2 separate regions of the Mus musculus genome follow, and region 1 is linked to region 2. Evidence: chromatin contacts called from public Hi-C data. All regions are on one chromosome and are shown on one strand. The core of a region is the stretch at or near the end of the contact, and the rest is flanking DNA. Distances in the headings are between cores, read along the strand shown. Region 1 overlaps Kif6 (kinesin family member 6). Region 2 overlaps Daam2 (dishevelled associated activator of morphogenesis 2).

Region 1 (6,639 bases), core at 67-2,566, 350 kb before region 2:
AGCGACAGTGTACTCATGTGCCTGAAATGAATAAATAAATAAATCTTGAAAAAAGGAAGTGTGGTTTATAGACACATAAGGGAAAGACAGAGGTGTGTCATTTGGGAGAAGATGAAGGCAGGAAAGGAGAGATGATCACAGAAGTGAATTCAGCCATGCTCATGTAGGGTTCCTAGGTTTTACGTAGGTCTAGAAAATCAGGTTGGTGTATGTCATGAAAGGAGAACAGAGGTGACTGGGCAGGAGAGGCGGGGGGAAGGGAGAGGGTTGGAGGCCTGTTGTGAGTGGGTAAAGGAGACTTGCATGCTAAAAACTTTACAGAACACAACCCATGCGAAATGGATAGATACAGTGAACGTAAAACATGTGGTCCTGACGAAAAAGAAGAGGAGGAAGGAAAAAGACTAAGGAAGGGAGGGAGGAAGGGGGAGGGAGGGGAAGAGAGGGGAAAAAATCCTCTTTTCTTTAAGCCAGAAGCAGAACTGGGCTGTGGAAGACATTGCCAAGTGCACGGGGCCTTCATTTACCCTCTGTGCCATGCGGCAGGAAGAGGAAGAGGAAGAGGAAGAGGAAGAGGAAGAGGAAGAGGAAGAGGAAGAGGAAGGAAAGATTCGAGCGGAGTTGAGTGACCTAATGAAGAAGCATCCTGAGTTGAGCCAGATCGGCGTCTTCTGCAGTAGAAAATGCTCACTGTTCTGGGAGGGCACAGCTGGGAGCTGGTGTGGCCCATTAGGAGGACTGCCCCCTGTGCCTGGCCCGGAAGCTGCCTCTCACTTCACTGGGCTCTCTAATGAGCTCTGGGGGAGCTCTGGGCAATAATTGCTCTCAGGGTATGAGGGACTCTGAGGGAGCAGACTGAAAGCCCCTCTGGCTAGACTTCCTCCTGTTAACAGACAACCAGTCTTTGAACTCATAATTACAGAGACATGGGTCTCCTAGCCTGGTTGCAAAAGTGACTCATTTTAACTCAATTGCTAGTGTCTGTCCTGTTACCAAATCTACTATTCCAAGTTAATGGGGGGGGGGGGAGAAGGTTGAAAAAAAAAGGAACATTTTTATTAAAAAAGAGCAGGATGATTAGAAAGAGCTCAGCCTGCGCTGTGCTTTCCAGACGTGTGGAGCAAAGTCAAAGCTCAGCCCTGTGGCAGCACAGCAACAAGGTCCATCTCAGAATGGATGGAGGCTTGCTTTCCACAGCCAAGGCAGGAGATGAGAGTCTCGGATGCTCTCCCCTCCCCCTCCCTCATCCCATGCGCTTGGATCCATTGGAACTGAAGCAACAAGACATAGCTTTCATTGGGTTGGTGTGACTCACAACTTTGTTGAAGAGTCAGAGATAGGAGATGCCACTGAGTTTGCCCGGGGCTAATTACTCAGACAGATGGAGTGACAGACCCGGCAATCATGTGAATTAGTGTGATCTGGTGACAGGGGTCTGTGCAGGAAGGAGAATGATAAAGCCTGCTGTCACCCAGCCTGCTCCTGGGGGCACATGCTACATCAATAGTCTTTGCCTAAGGAAACAATGGCTGGAGCCATTACTCCCTGTCAGTTGTGAACTATCTGAATAAGAGGATTCTCAGTCTTTTGCTGCCTCCTGTGTAATTAACACTGTCCAGGGCCACACTAAAGAGAAACAGACCCAGAGCGGATACCAGGCTACACAGGAGATGTTTTATGAAAGAATAACATGAGGTTTCTAATTAACCCTTTTAAATGCCTGCCTGTCCATCTGCAGCACTGAAGACAATCCCCGAGCTGTGAAGAAACTTGGGTCTGCCTGATTCGGTCTGGTTTTTTCAAATCTGATATCCTTTCAAATTGCTTCCCACTGAGAGCTGTTTGTCTTGTTTCTTAAAACCAGGTTTTCTTGACAGTTCCACAGAAAGAATGGTTACCGGAAAGTGTGAGTGTGTGTGTGTGTGTGTGTGTGTGTGTGTGTGAGAGAGAGAGAGAGAGAGAGAGAGAGAGAGAGAGAGTGCATGCGTGTGCACGTGCCTGTGCATGTGTGCCTGTGCGTGAGTATGTGAATGTGTCTGTGCATGTATGTGCAAATGCACATGTGTATGTTGAGGTCAGAGTTGGATAGACATCAGGTGTCCTCCTCAAGTGTTCTCCAATTTTGCGTGGATAGATTCCTCACCAGCAAGCTCACGCACACTCTCCTTCTCAGCACCAGGAGTATAGAAGTGCAGTACCGTGCTAGGATCGGAAAGCTATTTTGCACACCTCCTAAATCCCCTACATAAAATACTCATCAGTCTCCTCTGCCTCATATGGATCCCTCCCTGTAGCTGATAAACGATAACTATGAGCAATCAAAATAAGGCCAGCATACAACAGTCACTGATTGTCCCTAACAGGCAGGCTCGGTGGCCTTATACAGTTTTGTGGGTCTTGGCCTGTCTGTCTGTATTGTCTGGATCCTTGACTCTATTGTACTGTATTGTGCTTGAGTAGGAACACACGTTTCTCTGGCATTCTGGCATATTCAAGCATGCATTTTTGTGTATGTTTCTATAAGTGTGAGTCTCCTACATACTGACTCTACCCCTCCTGCCCATCTAAGGGATCCAACTCACAAACGAGGAAGAGAGTGGGAACTGGGGGAAGGGTTGCATGGTGTAGAACAGACAGTATTAACAGCATGATGTTCAGCTACTTAGGGGAGCAGATATTCAAACTCTCTTGTTACAAAAATAAAAATTTAACTCGAATCTGACTTTCTTTTTGTTTTAAAGAATGCATTTGTTAAACTAGATAATTGAAAGGTACAAAACTATCTGATCAGATATTTTGGATAGAAAGACTTGGAAGATAAATGCACCTTGACTTTCCATGCCTCACGAGCAATGCCTTCTTGGCTCTGAACAGCCCCTCTCAAGTGGCAGGCTCCACTGCGTTCTTACAACTTCATGTCACATACCGTCTCTTCTGGGAAGTGTCCCAGGACTCTTATTTAGAATCATGAACTTAACTCTTGCATTCTCTCACATTTATTTCAACATGGACCGGATGCTTGCTCGCTCCCAGAAAACAAGCAGGCACATATGCATGGCCATGCTAAATGGGTTCTCAGCAGAGTTTTGGAAGAGATCAACCTTAAGTTATGATTTGCTTAAAGCCTGGCTAGACCATGGTTGATGTCCAATTTAATAACTCCTCAACAGAAAGTCAGGGCGGGGTATAAATGAGCGAGCACTGTTTGGCACCAGTTAATAGGTGAGGAGAGAGGGCGTGCTCTTTGCCAGCAGATGGCAAAGCAAAGGGAGAGGTAGGAGCAGTTGCCTGGCTAGCCTGAAATGCACTGCCAATTCTCTTCACCTCTGCCTTCTGCTCACTCCACACCAGCAGTTGGTGCAATGAAAATAGAACTTAACCTATGAATATAATTCCAGGTTTTCCTAGTACATGTATTAAAACAAATAGGTGGAGGCTGGTGAGATGGCTCAGCAGTTAAGAACACATACTGCTCTTGTGGAGGACATGAGTATGGTTCCTAGCACCCAGTACCCAGTACCCAGCAACCAACACCCAGAGCTCACAAATGCCTGTACCTCCAGCCCCAGGAGATATAGCGCCCTCTTCTGGCCTCCACAGAGTACTCAATGCACACACTCCAACTTACATAATAAAAAATGAAGACTCATTCCATTCTTAAGAACCAATAAGTAAGATTAGTTTCAACAACATATCCAACTTATTAGATAGTAGCAGGCTAACATGTAATCGATATTGATACATTTCTTAAATATTATATTGATTTTTTTTTAGATATTAGATTTTTGAACGCCTTTACATTGTTGAAACTTTCAGCACATCTCAGTTTGGATACAAACTAATATTAGCAACATTTAATATCTACTTGTGTTTCATAAAATCTACAGTTGTGGAAAGTAAATGAATGTTCATGTTTTATAAGGATCAAATTAAGTAATGCAAAACTGTCCTGTAATATTTGTATTCACATGGACAAAACTGGCCAATCTTATATTCATGTGTCAGATGTGAAATGAAAAATTCCCCTGTTAGGCATAGGCTGAATTCTAACAGTAACATGCCCCCCAACACATTTAAAATGATATGTCATCTTATATAAAATAAGATATCTAGTGGGCCCACTTTTATGCTTCAAATAGTTCAATTAAAATTAAGTAACATTAGGAACTTGAAGCCTAATTTTAGTTAGGGTAATTATCACTGTAATGAAACAAAAGCAACTTGGTAAAGAAAGTTTTTATTTGGCTTACACTTTGACATTCTAGTCCATCACGGAAAGAAGCAAGGCTAAGAACTCAAGTAAGGCAGGAACCTGGAGACAGGAGCAGATGCAGAGGTCAAGGGGGATGCTACTTACTGGCTTGCTCGTCATGGCTTATTCAGCTTGTTTGTTTGTTTGTTTTTTTTTAAATAGAATCCAGGACCACCAGCTAAAGGATAGCCCCACCCACAATGGGCTGGGTCATCCCCCATTGATCACTAACTAAGAAAATGCTCCACAGCTGGTTCTTTTGGAGGCGTTTTCTCAGTTGTGGATCCCTCCTTTCATTAGCTCTTGTGTCAAGTTGACAAAACTAACCAGCACAGAACCTCAGCTGCACGGCCACTCTACGTACTTAACAGAGTAATGGGGGAATGGCCGCCTTGTTAGACGGGTGGCTGTAAAGGCTAGAGATCCCTCATAGACATGACTTTATCCTTCTCAGACCCTTAGAGCGCTTTGCACATTTCTGGCCAAAGAAACTGTGCAAGAAAGTTTAGGTGTGGGGGACAGTGTGTTTTAGAAAGTCTTTGCTATCTTTAAAAATTATATTACTGTCATCATCACCACCATCATCATCTCATGAGTGTGTGTGTGTGTAATGTGTGTGCATGTGTGTCTGTCTCTGTGGGTATGTGTGTGTGTGTGTGTGTGTATGTGTGGTGTATATGTAATGTGTGTGTGTGTATGTGTTTATGTGTGTGTAGGTGTGTAGGTGTTCACTAAAGGTAGAAGAAAACTTTTGGGAGTTGGTGCTTTCCCCCCACTGTAGCATCCAGAGGATCAAACTGTGGGCTTGACACTGTGGCACATGCCCTTAGGCACTGAGATCACTTGCCAGCCCTGATTCTTTGACAAAAGGACAGACTTTGGAGGAAGACTCCCTAGCACCATTCCTCCTGCTTTGACTCTGAACGTTGGGTGATAGCTGAAGCCATAGCAGACATATTGTCACCAGGAGGCGACTCATCGAGAGGATGAAAGTCAACATGCCAAGAACGGTGAGCAGTGGCCTTGAGTTCCCATGACAACTGTTGAGCCACTGGACTAGATTCAGATAAGAAAACAACGCCTGTCCTTCCCACCAAAGTCAGCAGCGCACAGATGCTGTCTGCACCTGAAGGCCCTCCTCATCCGCAAATGGCACGGTGGGGTGGGATGGGGGCTTGCTGGGCATCCTGGTGCATATGGAAGAGTAACAGCAAGGGGGGAAGCCACACCTGGAGAATGGAGTCAGGGACAATTTATTCCCTGATCACTGCAGAGCTGGAGGTGAGAAGACTAAGTATTTACTGTGGATGTGATAGTTAACATGAAAGAAAAATTCAGCCAACTAGATCCTACAGGAGAAAATCTCCCAGCAACTCCTGACTGACACATGAAAATCTCCTTTAATGTGTCAGTCAGGGGTTCCCGGGTCTAACTGTACCTGTGAATATCTAAGGGAGAAAGGAGATACAGTGAATTAAACTCCCCATTTGGCCTCTTCTTTCAATGTAACTGCAGGGAGCACCTTTAACCTCTCGGTGACATTTGGCTCCCTTTCATGTAACCTTAGGGGGCATTCTTGTTTCCCTGAATCATGGCCCCCAGTTACTCCTCCTTGTCGCTTGCAGCATGAGGCCAGGTCTTGAACTCCCAGCTTGAACACCTTGCTGCCCTCCACTTGCTTATCCCTGTGTCTTATCACTGATAACCATGTTCTCGGTCAGACATATTTATCTTAGTGGTACAAGTCATGTATTTTCTGTAGAATCTGTTTCAACTTTGAAAAAGGAAAAGAAGGGCTGCCAAGAAGGCAGAGCAGGTAAAAGCAGCTGCCATCAAGCTTGGTGTCCTGAGGTCTGTGATGGGGAGTCACATGGTGCAATTAGAAAATTGACCATTGGACATACTCCTCTCATCTGCACACATACACTATCACAGACAAACAATCAGAGAGAGAGAGAGAGAGAGAGGGAGAGAGAGAGAGAGAGAGAGAGAGAGAGGAGAGAGGAGGAGGGAATGGAGGGAGGAAGGAAGAGAAGAAGGAAGGAAAGAAAGGAAGGAAGAGGGGAGGAAGGAAGGAAATTTACAAATTACATGTGTGATAAAGGATTGACTTTGAAGATGGAATTCTGTGACATGTCACGGTGTGAAGTAGAAGTCAGAGGACAACCTTGTAGACCTTGTAGAGAGAGAGACTGCGTAGGGCTATGGGTCCCTCGGAAGTGGGATGTGGGAAGTAGGCCAGGCTTACCCCATGCCATTGCGTCACTGCCGGGTGGGAGTTGGGCTGTAGGGATGCCATGGGACACCGCTCCGGGGGTGGGAAAGTGCAGTCTGAGAGGGACAGCTGGAGCTGGCTGGGGGTGGGGGGACCCTGGGCCTGCAAGGAA
Region 2 (6,623 bases), core at 613-3,112:
TGTGAATTGGGAGGTTCCCGTGTGTGTGAACCCTAGAGGGATACTTTCCAACAATGACTCAGGGGTTAAGGCACAGGCTGCTCATATAGATGACCAGGGTTTAGCTTCCAGCACCCACTTGGAGGCTCACAAACCTCTGTAACTCTGGTTCCAGGGGACCTGATCCCCTCCTCTGTTCCCCACAGGCACTGCACAAACATGCATTTACATACTCGGGTAAAATACCCAAGCTCACTACGTAGCCAGGCTGACCTCCAAACTGATGGGTAGAACAGGTTGGCCTCAATTTGCTAGGTAACTCAGGCTTACCTGGAAGTTGGTATATAGATGAGGTTGGCCTTCAACTTGTTATGTAACCTAAGCTACCCTCAAAGTTTGGTATGTAGCCCAGGCTGGCCCTGAATCCTCCTGCCTCAGCAGGCCCCTCCTCATACTGAGCAGAGGCAGTGCATGAACGTCTCTATGTTGAATGGACTGTGCATCCATCTGCTTCCCGTATGACTCGCGCCCGCTCTTTGCAGCTTCTCAAGTTCATCCCCGAGAAGAGCGACATTGATCTCCTAGAAGAGCACAAACATGAGATTGAGAGGATGGCGCGTGCAGATCGCTTCCTCTATGAAATGAGCAGGTCAGTTGGGAACGGGGCACGGCAGGAAAGAGGAGGTTCAGGGCCCAGCTCTGACAGTAGGGCACCAGGTATAGCAGGAGAAATGGGATTCAGGCAGCAGCTCTGGCCAAGGAAAGGGAGGGAAGAATAGCCCAAGAAAAATCTGGGGCTACCTTGGAGCCATGGGCTCACCTGTGACTTTGTCCACCCTGTCCACAGGATCGACCATTACCAGCAACGGCTACAGGCCCTGTTCTTCAAGAAGAAGTTCCAGGAACGCCTGGCTGAGGCCAAGCCCAAAGTAGAAGGTAGGGCTGGAGCCTGCAGTGCACACCTGGAGAGTGGACGTATCTGGGGATTGATCGATGGGGCAGAGGGAAATATCTGCCTTCCCCTAACCCCAGAGAGGTGCCCAAATCAAGTGTAACATGTAAAACTATGACATTTAGATTTTTCATCAGGGTTTCATGTGGTCTAGGCTTCCAGCTTACTAGGTAGCTGAGGCTGGCCTTGAACTCCTAATCTTCCTGCCTCTGCTTTCCAAGTGATGGGACTATAGGAGGGTGCACACCACCAGCTTGGAACTATAATTATTATAGAGAAATGTTCTTGTCTAGGTTGGCTTACATGCCAATCACATGATGCTTTCCTTTGCCCTGGGATTGGCTCCCAAGAGGTGTGTGTGTGTGTGTGTGTGTGTGTGTGTGTGTGTGTGTGTAAATAGGAATATAGCCAGCATCCTTCTTGGGGCCTGGCATGCCCAGAGTCATCCATTCTGTCCTACTTAAGAAGCACTAGGTTCACAAACTCAACTGGCATGTCTGCTTAAATGTGAGCTCATCGGGAGGTCCCTAGAGGTGTCTGGGGGATACAGACCTCCTCTATCACCATTGCCATTTCTGAGATCCTTGAGGAATGCTGTAGCAGTGTAGATGTTTGCTGTCTTTCCAATTGATACCCTTCCTCCTGTCCCCTAGTCACTCACTGTGTCAGAGAGTATATCCTTGGGGCTGCCTGTGAGGACAACAGAGGAGCAGGGCTCAGGAAGTGGTGGGAACACTGGAGGGCAGGATGGTAGACAGATATGTGCACCTAGCAAGGCAGAAGCAGGAGAAACTGATCGGGGGCTCACTTGGAGTAAGGACAAGACTTACAGGGCAGAACAAAACACAACAAACAAACAAAACAAGAGACTGTCTGGGAGGCTCAGGGTATCAGGCTAGGTGTATAGCAGAACATAGGCGCCCCCTGCTGGGGCATAGCAGGACATAGGCGCCCCCTGTTGGACATTCTCGGAGATGCCTAGTTCAGAGAGCAGGCTGGGGCTTTCTCAAAGGCTGCCTTGGGATTTCTGCAGTAGGAGTTTGTAGAGATAAAGAAAGCAGTGTTTGGCATGTACACACAGATGCATGCAACAAGGGACCTGCAGATTGTAATAAAGAATAGATCAATCATCTCTGTGGCATCTTCTTGCCCCGGTGGTGGGCAAGGCCTTATTATCATCTATACCCTCTTTTTGCTGCAAGCATTAAGGCTAGGGTGTGGGTGGTTCACTAATTATGCATCTCAAGTCAAGCAAATGTGTGTGGTGGCCATTTGGAACTATGGAACCAGAGTAGCTTAGGCACTGGAAAGGTTTCGTCTTAGACTGTTCGTTACTCGAAGGAGCAAGTACCTAAACTCTAAGACTCAGCCAGGATGGGCCATAAAGTGTCTTTAATATCAAGCTGCACGGAGAAAGACATGCTGGAGAGAACAAAATATTTGGGGGATATCAAACTTCTATAGCTGAGATCCAAAAGACATCTGTCCACTAGGGATGGCTGCTATCCTTGAAGGGCTGGGGAGCGGTGCCTGAAGGCATACACACATAAGCCATGTGAGGAGTTGAGCTTCTAGGTCTCTCAGAAGTATTCCTGAAGTAGCTAAGACAGAGCCCACCTCAGCTGGGTGCTGAGCTACTGACACCCACCTCTCGTCCCCCAGATGGGGCTCCGGGGGAAGTTGCTTCAATGTGGTTTTCCGGGTTTGACAAATTTCCCAATTCCCCTTTGAATATATTCTCCCTATGAATACATTCAATGCTGAGCACACCAAAATCACCAATTCTCATTACAAGTAGATGCACTAAATATAGCCTGGGTGAATGTGCCGGCAAGTGTAATATCTTTATGAATGCATTCATGCACGCATTATTCTTGCGAATGTCTGAAATGTCAGCTCTGCAGATGGGAGTTTTCTCATCTCCTGATTTCCTCTCAACTCTTATCATTTTCTGTTTTGCCAACATTTTTAGCATTTTTTAAAGGCTATCCCTTTGTAGATTTTTCAAACAGCTCATCAACCTTAGAAAAACTATCCCCAGCCGTGTAAAATTGCAGAGGAATTTTTGCAAGTAGGTTTTATTTACTTTTTTTTTTTTTTTTTGGAAAATGAACTTTTTTATTGAAATATGGCACACACCGACTATAACTGTTCATTCTAGGTGATTCGTAAGTCTCTCCCCTTCCTGTCCGTGTAATCAACTCAGGTCAAGAAGCTGAATGTGCTCAGGCTCTGTCTGTGTTTCCCTTCCCATCCTTTGCTTGTGAGATTCCACCGTAACGGCTGAGCCGTTCATCAGCCAAGCCCCCTCCCCCTGACCCCTGATCCGGGATCTCTCTACATAGCCTGACTGTCCTCAAACCTACTATGTAGGCCAAGCTGGTATCAAACTCACAGAGACTCTCCTGCCTCGGCCTCCCAAGTGCGTGGGCGGATTAAAGGCATGAGCCGCCGCCACCTGGCTCCAGCTCTTCTTTATGTCCTCCTTCCAAACATTCAAATAATGTCACCCTCCAAGGGAAGCTTTTCTCACTCCACTTCAGAGATAGCTTGATGTCTGGATGAGCCTTTCTATTTTGAATTTTCTATAAATGGAATGGTGTTTTATGAGTGATTTTTCCATTGCTTTTTTTTTTCGGTTTATGCCTTAAGAATCCACCCCCCCCCCCCAAGGTGGTGGTGGCTGTTGAGCTAGGCAATGTGTGCCTTAGCATTTGCTAGGACCCCAGTGACAAATAGCTCCCCCTTGGGAGTGTGAGGGGACTGCAAAGCAGTCCCACTGGAAGGTCTGAGCCCAGTATGGATGCTGGCATCCCCATGGCTGTATAAACGGAGCCCCTTCCCAAATCTTCTCCAGTTTATATACTCTAGGTCCCCATACCCTGCCCCCAGACCTCAAGGTCATGCAACAATTAGGTCAAAATTACACACAGGCATCTGGGGGCATGGATAGATACATGAATGGGAGTTCCAGGACCCTGGCTGCTCCCTCCTCCTGTGTGGGAGCACCAACAGTCAATAAATCCAGTGGGGACTATCATTCACAAGCAACTATCACTAAACTGAAGACAGTGGTCTTGGGGGACTTGGAGGTTAGTGCTGTACAACAGCTTAGCATTCTGGGTTTGGATTCTCCCTAGAGCTACATGTGGAGGGTGGATATTCAGTTTTCAGCGCTGCATTTTATTCCACTACAAGGCAATTTACGCGTTCTGGTTTGTAGTTTTGAAAACACTGGGCTGGGAGAGCTGGGGAGACGGCAAATTGGTAAAAGGCTTGCAGTATAAGCATGAGGACCTGACTCCAGAACTCACATTTCCAAATCCTGAGAGCTGGGCTTGGTGGCACACCTGTAACCCAGTGCAGTGGATGCTGATTGACAGATCCCCGAGGCTCCCAGGCCAGCTAGCCTAGCTGAAGGGGCAAGGTTCATGTTCAAGAGGAAAGGTGTCTCAAAAACAAGGTGGAGGGTGATTGAGGAAGACACACCTCATGTCAGTCTCCAGCCTCTATATGAACGCTCACACATGTACACACACACACACACACACACACACACGTGTGTGTGTGTGTGTGTGCATGCACGCTGGGAACAATCTAAGTGTGCATTCACAACAGGGTTGGTTTTAGTCCATAGAATGTGCCTATGTGGGATATGTGTGATCTAAAGACTTTCTGGACAACTCACACTTATTTCTTATTTTTATAATATCTTCTTCATGACTACTTAGTTTTTTAACTTGTCTTTGAAATTTCCTGCAAACTTTTTTCTGAGGTTTTCCTTTTTATGTGATAATGTATTTGTGTTTGCTGTGTGTGTGTGTCTGTGTGTATGTGTCTGTATGTGTATATGTGGCATGGGCACATATGTATGTACAATGCACCCTCATGAGCGTGCATGCAGAGGCCAGAGGAACCTCAGACATGAGGTGCCCTCCTCTCTTTCTCAACCTTGCTTTTGGAGACACAGTCCATCACTGTACCTAAAGCTAATCCTCTGAGCTGCACTGTCTGGTTAGTAAGCTCCCAGGATCCTCTTGCCTGGCTGCTCCCCTCTCTCTCATGGCCTTTTCCATTGGTGCTGAGGATTTGAACTCAGGTCCTCTGGCTTTCATAACAAGTGCTCCCACCCACTGGGGGCATCATCTTTCAAGCCCCAAAGGCTATTGTTTTATCTTCATAATGAGCATCTTCAGGAATCGTCAGACCAGCAGAGGCAGAGACAACTGGGTGGTTTAGTCCTCTTACTGTTATCTCTGAGCACAGATGCTGCTGTCCCCTGAGAATGGTACCCTTAGATTGTCCTCTGACCTCCACATACAATGTGCGCATCCATGCACATCCATACACGTATGTATCCACATGAACATACAATATAGAATTTCAAAATGTGTCAAACATCCCTTAATAAAAATATTCAGAAAGCACAAACTTTATTAGGTCTAGGGAAATTGCCATATTCAAGTATGTTTTCACGAAAAATATAATAACCTTTATGTGCATGACAAGATATTCTAAACCCTTCTATGCGGTTGTCTACTCTGGAGCCACACTAGCTTTGTCCTGAAGGTGTGGAGGGGGAGACATGGAGGAATCAGGACCGGAGTGCATAGTCTCTGCCTGGAAAGGTAGCCCCTTGCATCAATCTCCTGGAGAGCCAGAGGAGAGGCAGAGCCTGCTGCCCTGGCTCTGTCTGCAGCAACCCGCGCTGTTCTCTTCTCTCAGCCATCCTGCTGGCCTCCCGGGAGCTGACTCTCAGCCAGCGCCTGAAGCAAATGCTGGAGGTGGTCCTAGCCATCGGCAACTTCATGAACAAGGGGCAGCGTGGCGGTGCCTATGGCTTCCGGGTAGCCAGTCTCAACAAGATCGCTGACACCAAGTCCAGCATTGACAGGTGGGGACCAATGAACTTCCTCGTCCTGTCTCACCCCATCTGAGACTCTCCCTCTCTCCTCTGACTCCTTTCTACCTCTCCATTCTGGCTCATTCTTAGATATTTTAAAGAATTATTATAGTGTGTGAATGTGTGTGTGTAAACACACATTTGCACATATGCTCTCACACACACATGTGCAGTGTGCATGGGTAGAGTTGTTGGTCGGGGCCAGCAGAGGGTATTGGATGCCCTGGCACTGGAGTTAGTGGCATTTGTGAGTGCTCAGACCTAAACTCAGGTCCTCTGGAAGAGCATAAAGCCCTCTCAGCCACTGAGCCACTCTCTCTCTGGCCCAGTCATTGCTTTTGCCTTTCCTCCACACTCCCTCTGGTTTCCTCTGCCCCCCCCCTCCACTCTCCAGTCCCATGACACAACTGTCACCCACAGGAACATCTCTCTGCTTCATTACCTGATCATGATCCTGGAGAAGCACTTCCCAGATATCCTGAACATGCCCTCAGAGCTAAAGCACCTATCAGAAGCTGCCAAAGTCAAGTAAGCAGTCCCTCAACCCTTCCTTCCTCGTGGCCACACCAGCTGGCTCCCCACCACCACCACCATTTGAGGGGATGCTTGGAATGAGCAGGGTCTCGGGGTATGCTTTTAGGAGAAGCAGTCAGAGACGGTGTTTCAATGGTGATTCTGGAAATACCAAAAGAATGGAGAAGTGAACCATGCACAGAAAGAATGACACTAACAGAAGCAATAATTGAGACAATTGCATTCTGGGCAAATGGAACTTAAGCCTAACAGGGA

What was found. A called contact is a pair of places that touch in the nucleus more often than the background predicts.
Region 1: a contact with region 2 is called in a Hi-C map of the N1E-115 cell line, with 5 times the contacts expected there. The contact joins two enhancer-like sites. A contact is called at or near these places in 1 of 15 datasets of contacts at CTCF or cohesin (the NIH/3T3 cell line), 2 of 484 Hi-C or Micro-C datasets (the N1E-115 cell line and embryonic stem cells) and 1 of 115 datasets of contacts at active chromatin or transcription factors (embryonic basal ganglia).

Annotation. Positions count from the first base shown.
Region 1 is chr17:49,811,033-49,817,671 of GRCm38.p6, reverse strand. The region is part of intron 13 of Kif6 (kinesin family member 6); the gene reads right to left. Gm16555 (predicted gene 16555) reads left to right here. Exons shown (of 3, transcript NR_168028.1): 3 at 1-54. Among named protein-coding and RNA genes, the nearest start is that of Gm16555, 7.5 kb to the left of the region's middle. Within about 2 kb of position 1,316, at least 63 of the 459 cell types and tissues checked have an H3K27ac peak or open chromatin away from gene starts, as enhancers often do. A contact at or near this core is called in the N1E-115 cell line, where this site is marked.
Region 2 is chr17:49,463,665-49,470,287 of GRCm38.p6, reverse strand. Daam2 (dishevelled associated activator of morphogenesis 2) reads left to right here. Exons shown (of 25, transcript NM_001379372.1): 18 at 522-628; 19 at 827-915; 20 at 5,657-5,825; 21 at 6,255-6,362. Among named protein-coding and RNA genes, the nearest start is that of Gm41595, 23 kb to the right of the region's middle. Within about 2 kb of position 1,862, at least 13 of the 459 cell types and tissues checked have an H3K27ac peak or open chromatin away from gene starts, as enhancers often do. A contact at or near this core is called in the N1E-115 cell line, where this site is marked.